Linked DNA regions of Mus musculus: region 2 is linked to region 1. A link is a contact called in public Hi-C data. All regions are on one chromosome and are shown on one strand. The core of a region is the stretch at or near the end of the contact, and the rest is flanking DNA. Distances in the headings are between cores, read along the strand shown.

Region 1 (3,732 bases), core at 481-2,980:
TGTCTCCTCTGATCTGCATGGTGTTCTGAGACGGCTATTATGTCATGTGGTGAGAACTGTGTACGGTGATTTTACAGTGAGGAAACAAACATATGATTTGATGAAAGGATAACCATTTTAAATTATAGTTATTAAAATTCTATAAATCCGAACCGTTCCTGTTTTATAGCTCCAGCAGTGACTCTGTTCTGAACAGCAGGCACACAGAAGAGTTATTTTCAGGGGTTTGTAAATATAACAGATTACATTTGCCCATTAAGTAAATCTGTCTATTTCACTTATTTATTTTGATATTCAATCAGGCATTGTGCTAGGCATTTGGACAAAGATAAATACCATGATAGTACATAAATAAGGGTTTATAATGTGATGTGCTATGTAATAATAGAAGTATATGCAGGGCTTGACATAGAAACCAAAAAATAAGCTCTGCCTTTAGGGATGACTGGATATTGTTGTTGTTGTTGTTGTTGCTATATTATCATTATCATTATCATTATTATTATTATTATTATTCAGTTCTGGGGATGGAACCCAGGGCTTGTGCATACTATGAAAAGTGTTTACAACTGAACTATACCTCCAACATCTATATATCTTCTCTTTAATAATTTTGTACATCTATTTATTAATCAGTAGAGCAAGTGAGTGCTATGGCACATGAATGGAGGTTGGAGACCAGCTTTTGAGAGTTGGTGATCTTCTTCCATCACATGGAAGCCAAGGGTCAAACTCAAGTCATTGGGCTTAGGGACAAGTGTCCTTACCCACTGAGCCATCTCATTGGCCTGTGTATACTGGATTTTGAAGGATGAATCAGAATAATAAGGGGAACATATGAGGAAAGGGAGCAGAAGACGGTGTTTTAGATGAAGGAAACTGTATGTGCAAAGATGGGTTAGGCATACAGTAACTCAATAAATGCAAAAAACATAAGGATTTCTGTGTCTATAGAATCTGACACTACAAATAACAAGTTGGCTTGCACCAGTAGATGCAAAGAAGACAGCGTAAAGTTTCAGACAAAATAATAACAAAGCAATATTTATAATTTGGGAAAATGACAGTGAGGTGGTGTGGAGAATAATTTGAAGAGGAGAGGGAGACAAATGCCAATGGTCCTGGTGAGATATAATGATAATACATGTCAATAAAAATTAAGAGATTAAAACAAATATCTAGGGGATGGCATCAAAGAAATCGCTAATGAAAAGAATGTGAAGGGTAGGATGAAGCCCCAGTCAGCAGAATGGTTACTCAAGCAAGCAATAAACAGGAAGCATGGAAAGAATGGGTGTGATGCAAATTTAAAAATACACCTAGAAGCTGGGCAGTGGTGGCGCATGCCTTTAATCCCAGCACTTGGGAGGCAGAGGCTGGCAGATTTCTGAGTTCGAGGCCAGGCTGATCTACAGAGTGAGTTCCAGGACAGCCAGGGCTACACAGAGAAACCTTGTCTTGAAAAAAAAAAAATACACTTAAGAGCTAGTGAGGCAGCTCATCAGATAGAGCGTTTGTTGCATGAGTCCAGTGGCCCAAGTGTGATCCCTGGAATCCAGGTAAAGGAGAAACGAGGGAACCTGTCCCACAGTTCCACAAAGTTGTCCTCTAACCTCCATCCATGTGTGCACACACACTCCCTCCATCTCTCTCTCTCTTTCTTTGTCTCTGTCTCTCACACACACACACTTAGAAACACTAATGTACACTTCCTCTTTCTGTCTCTTTCTCTCTCTCTCATACACACACACACTTAGAAAAACTAATGCATACTTCCTCTCTCTGTCTCTCTGTCTCTGTCTATCCCCCCCCCCCACACACACACGTAGAAACACTAATGCACACTCCCTCTATCTCTCTCTCTCCCTCTCTCCGTCTCTCTCTGTCTCTCTCTCACATACACACACACATTATAAAAACACTAATGATAAGAACAATAATAATTTTAAAAATAAGCCCATTTCAGCAAGCATGTGATACAGTGGTTGTGAATTAGGTAGTGGAGCTATAGGACGTGAGTTAGATATGAGTCGGGACTGACTATATGAATCTATGTCATTGATTATCTTGTTGCTAATGACAACCATGGAATGAGCAATCCCAATAGGAAAAGAACATGTTGGAGAAATGTCCTATGTATTGTCTGAAACTTCATCTTTGTCACTAATAATTATTGGAGAGTGTGTTCTCATTGTTCCTGGGGAATATCTATCAAGATGTGGTAGAGCAGGAAGCAAGGGCCTGGCCTTTAATGCCAGCCAGCTCCAGGAAGCCTTTGAAGAGTGTTAGAGAAGTCATTTAGCAGTGTCCTTCCTCGGTCTCTCTACCTGCAAAATGAGAAGATTGGATTTGGTGAGTTTCTCCTCTGTAATTTTGTAACCAAGCCTCTAAATCTCATGATCTCCACATCTCCCCTGTGGGCTGCCAGGAAAACATGAAATAACTGGAAAATGGGCATCAAGAGAGACTTGGGCTGGAAAGAGCCACAGACCTTGTAATTTCCACCATGAATAATGGAAATCTGACTTTCAAAAAATATTCCTGCTGCAATTTGGGGGCAGTTTTGAAGGCTGTTCTGAAAATGTGAAGCTTTTTTTAATAAAGAAAATGATACTTGATCTTGAGTATTTGGGTTTAGATCGAAAAACCTCTTGACTATGCATTGGGGGAGGGGTGTTACTATGTAAGATTTTCCTATTTAAAAGCTGCCCACTTACCGCTTCATGCAATAAGCTCTATATAGCAGTCTGAATATATTTGTCCTTTCTGGCCAGTACAACTGCCTACAAGTAATACAGGGATAGGAGGCTTTCACTGTAATTGTATTCTGTTAAATTGTATGGTCTTAGAATAGCCAGTAGTCTAGATGACTATGCAGAAAGGTCTTGCTGATAGACAGACCTCTAGATGCTGAACTAGGTGTACAGAGAGCTGTTTCCTCTGCATCTCCTCAGGCTATGAGGTCTAATGGGCTGTGAGAACCAAAGACCATAGTTCAACTGGCAAGCAAAGCATCCATGGAAGATGCATACTACATATGATAAAGTCCAGGAGGAACACAGTTCTGTGCGTTGTTTTAAGGTTTTGATTGAGACACAATCCAGCAATGTCCTTATACTTAGCCTCTATATTAAGATTATTCTCTGAATGAGCACCAGAAATTATGTAACTCCTGTGGGGGAATGGGAGACAAAGACAGGAGAACCCCCTGAAACTCATGGGAAGTTAGGTTGGTGTATGTATAAGAGGAAAAAGAACAGAGAGAGCCTATCAGAGAAAAAAATGGAAGGCTAGGTCTGAGGCCCAAGGTTGGCTTCTGACAGCACACAAGCATTGTAGCACCTATGTGGCTGCTCATGAGCACATATACACATGCACATGCACACACACACACCATGCCCAAACACATGCACACATACACACACAAACACACACTCATATACACACATCATGCACAAACACATTCACACATACACAAACACACACTCACATACACCACGCACAAACACACATACACACACACACATGAACACATACACACACACACACAAACAAACACCCATACACACAAATATATACCCACATGAACACATACACACATATACAAAAAACACACCCTAGCACACACACACCTACATGAACACATATACACACATATACACACACACAAAGAGACAGAATGGAAGAGAAAATAAAGCTACAAAACTATATAATATCTTAGAATAAACACAA
Region 2 (3,732 bases), core at 338-2,837, 110 kb after region 1:
TCCGGCCTTGAGTATTTAAGTGAGTGGGCTACCACTTCGGTCCAGTTCCAGCTGTGCCCTGGGCTGTTTTGTGTTCTGTGGTTGGATGCTGAGCACTAATGATGTTCCCATGTCTTTGTTTTGCAGGCCTTGGGATGTTTACTGTATAAACTTTGTTTCTTCACTCTTCCTTTTGGTGAGAGTCAGGTTGCTATCTGTGATGGCAGCTTCACCATCCCAGACAATTCTCGCTACTCCCACAACGTGCATTGCTTGATTAGTAAGTATTCGGAATGATGTATTAATATTGTTTTTTTCAGATACTGTACTTTAGTGCCTGCTGTTTATATTCTTTCTTAAATCTACATTTTTCATTTCATATAATTTTTTAAACTATAGTAAAGATATTTTTAAAAAATGGCTATATTACCTCTATAGAAGAGAAAACAATCTAATTACTAATGAGTACAAGAATATTCTTAACCTTCTAGATAAGATTTTTATAGCACATGGCAGCAATGACATTATTAAGGCAGCCAGAATTGCTGGGGACGCTTATAATAAACTTTAATTGTTCAGGTTTTGTATCTTTGAAACCAGATATCCACGTAGTTAATAAATAGCCAGATTCCCTTTCCTTCTTAAGGGCCTTTGCTTCCTTTTATAAAGAGACTATAATTTAACATTTTGTACGTGTAGATTGTAAATTTCCGAGAACGATCTCTGAGGGGAGGGCGGCTGTTGGACAGTAGCTTCGTTGGGGCAGTACTCACACCGCTCCCTCTGCTCTGACTAAAGCATCCTTAGCACTGCAGCTTCTTTTCTGCACTTTAAATACACACTTGTAGCCTCTGTGGCACAGAACAGAGTATACATATGATAAAGATAGCATTTAAACTTAGCGAAGAAAATAGTTGGAAATCGATCATTTCCTTAGCCATTTGTGAACAACGATAGAGCTAAGTCTTCCGTTTTTTTTTTCTGTTAAAACATCACATAAATAAAATATTTAAATCTAAAGAATAAGATAAATGCTGAAAGAAAATAGGCATGGATTTAATCATATGCCTAGAATATAGAAAATGTAAGTGGCCAACCCCAGGAGTTATAAAACGTAGAGCCCAGTGGCATAAAGCTTTCTGCCTTTAACTGTGCCCATCTGGCTTGGGTGTTGTGGCAAATACCTGCAATTGTAGCGAAGGGGAGACAGATGCAGGAGAACACAGCAAGGGCCTGGTCACTCTGAGTTACAGTAGGAAGATTGTCTCAATAAAGCCAAGGGCTGGGTACATATGGCTTAGGGGTAGAATGCTGGCCTAGTAGGCACATGGCTTTGGGTTCATTCTTGATGTGTATTTGAGAAGTGCCCAGTGTTCTAATGCATGGCTTTCTATAAACCAAGGAGAAGGGCTCCAAGGAAAATACTGGTCATGATGTCCAAGAGAAAGGGACATAAATGATGCAGTGTGACTTGGAAACTTTTAAAGCACAGAATTTCTATGGTACAGATTTGTTCAAAGATACTGGAATTTGGGGAATTATATCATCTTGATAAACAAAGTATTTTGTGTCATCCAGAATGGGAGCCCGAATAATGGAGAAGTGCGAAAAGGGAACAGCTGAAGCTTGGCTTTGCGCTGCCAGTGTGAACACTTAATTATGAAAGCATGTAATGCATATGTGTGTGCATGTGTGTGTGAACGTGTGTGTGTGTGTGCTTGTGTGCTGTGCTCCTGCATGACTTGGTCCTAGAATCCTGAGTGGGGTAAGGAGGGAATGAAGAAGCCAGACATCCATACGGAAAGCTAGGACCCAGTGGTGTGGACTCTGATGGAGAAGCCTCAGCATCCGTGCTCACTGAACAAGGAGGCGGTCTTCATTGCCTTAAGCACTGGTCCGGGGGTGGTGAGAAGAAGCTACAGTGCATGTTTCCTGGATACACCGTCAGTATTTGCACTTTGCCCTGAGGAGGCTGTGCCATCCCTCCAAGCCTCACCTGAAGACAGCTTTGCCACTCTCATGGGGCTGAGGCAGTAGGGTTCTTGACGTGGCAAATTCATTACTCCAGCGAGACTCAGGGACTCAGGGCATCGGCAGTCATGGGAATTTTATGATACGTATTTCTTTAGGACACCACTTGCTCTCTGCACTTGCACTGAGGGTTTTGCTTGCAGAAAGCTCCACGTCTGTTCTCTTCATACCTGTGTAATGGTGTCAGCTCTCGGCATGAGTCTCCATGGTTAAGCACCTGGCAGCATTGCTTGTGTGTGTTTCCTGGTCTGTGCCAGCACCAAGTCAAATTGGAGCTGCCTGTCTGGGCAGTCTAAGTCATGGTCCTAGGTCCCCACGGATCGGCTTGTCAGTCTAATGACATTGCTCCAGCCTTATTTTTTCAACAGGAGTTCTGTTTCAGTGCACTATTTTGTAAAATTATTTTTAAATCAGCAGACATAATTCCATGTATATTTGAGTAAATATTAAACTCTTAACTTTCTCTCTCTTATATAATAATGTTCTCAAAAAGTTTAGATGAATAGAAGCATAACATAATCCCTACTAATCATAATGCTCAAAGGTTAGAATATGGGCTTTAGTTGCTATGTTCTCTGGGTAATTGAGTTCTAATGTTTTGCTGCAGACAATTTTCTATATCATTGTAGCTATAGCTGTTTTCTTGCTGAGTATAATGTTTTAGTAATAATTGAACGTGCAGCTTTGTAGGAGTCTTGAAGTGTCTGACGGCTCAGAATGTTCTCATTGACCAGTTCTGTGTGGGAAACGGAGCAGCTCATGCATTGAAAAGTGATTTCATGCCTAAGGATTCCTGAGTTTCTCTGTGTTTATGTGTGACACCCATATGTGTGTGGGAATGTGTTTGTGTAGTGCTGTGGTAAGCATGATAATGCTGTTGATAATTTTAGGTTCAATTAGAGTTTAATTAATTGCTAGTTTACCGTGTTCCATATGCTTCTTGTATTTGACCATAAATATGAGCATTTAAGTTTCTGCTATCCATTTGATTGTGCCAGAAATGAAAAATATCAGATAAACTAAAAACATTCAAGCACATTTGGAATTATACTACACCTATGGGCTTTAAAGCAGGCCAGTGAGATGGCCCAGTGGGTAAAAGTGCTTGCTGAGCAGGTTCAGTGCTGCCAGAGCCATGTGCAGGAGCCACCGTGGAAGGAGAGAACTGAGTCCTCCCAGTTGACCCCTGACCTCCACAGTGCATGCTCACAAACCCACAGACACACCAATCAACAGTTGTAAGTCCTAATAGTTTACCTCCTTGTCAAAAATTTTATAGTTGTTATTTTTAAAATGCTGTAATAAAGTATAGAGTTTGAAAAACCAGCATTTACTTACTTATAATGTAATGCTGAAAACCTATTTGAATTCTTTGAATTCTGTTGTTTATACCTTTCACATAAGCCTTGCCTGCTTCCCATTGTCATATTTAGTTGTCTCTGTGTTTATAAAAGGCAGTTAGTGTTTTCATTGCTTTAAACTGAGTCCTGCATTCAGAAAACCGAGTATTGTATAGCTGTGCTTTCATGGTTTTTGAATTTCAAAGTTTTCAGTGCTAAATTTGATTCATTCAGTACATATACTTTTACATAATTAATTGTAGTACTAATGCTATTTATATCCATTTGATGTCACTCAGAATGTTTGAATTAATTAATCACGAGGTAATAGCCAGATTGCTAAGGCTGTGTAGTTTTGTGGTTATGTAGGTATTTGGATATA

Evidence for each region. Hi-C and Micro-C count contacts between places; a contact is called where the count stands out from the background.
Region 2: a Hi-C map of bone marrow-derived macrophages shows a contact between it and region 1, with 25 read pairs. The contact joins two enhancer-like sites. A contact is called at or near these places in 9 of 484 Hi-C or Micro-C datasets (the AtT-20 cell line, CD8 T cells, Th2 cells and 6 more), 9 of 115 datasets of contacts at active chromatin or transcription factors (the 230-238 cell line, the HPC-7 cell line, bone marrow-derived macrophages and 5 more) and 1 of 9 other capture datasets (bone marrow-derived macrophages).

What each region holds. Positions count from the first base shown.
Region 1 is chr5:96,934,716-96,938,447 of GRCm38.p6, forward strand. Gm46916 (a long non-coding RNA gene) reads right to left here. Exons shown (of 2, transcript XR_003955943.1): 2 at 261-2,327. It overlaps Gm8013 (predicted gene 8013), which reads left to right. Exons shown (of 3, transcript NR_131152.1): 3 at 1-152. Among named protein-coding and RNA genes, the nearest start is that of Gm46916, 4.8 kb to the right of the region's middle. Within about 2 kb of position 1,731, at least 10 of the 459 cell types and tissues checked have an H3K27ac peak or open chromatin away from gene starts, as enhancers often do. A contact at or near this core is called in bone marrow-derived macrophages, where this site is marked.
Region 2 is chr5:97,044,909-97,048,640 of GRCm38.p6, forward strand. Bmp2k (BMP2 inducible kinase) reads left to right here. Exons shown (of 16, transcript NM_080708.1): 7 at 127-259. Among named protein-coding and RNA genes, the nearest start is that of Bmp2k, 49 kb to the left of the region's middle. Within about 2 kb of position 1,588, at least 2 of the 459 cell types and tissues checked have an H3K27ac peak or open chromatin away from gene starts, as enhancers often do. A contact at or near this core is called in bone marrow-derived macrophages, where this site is marked.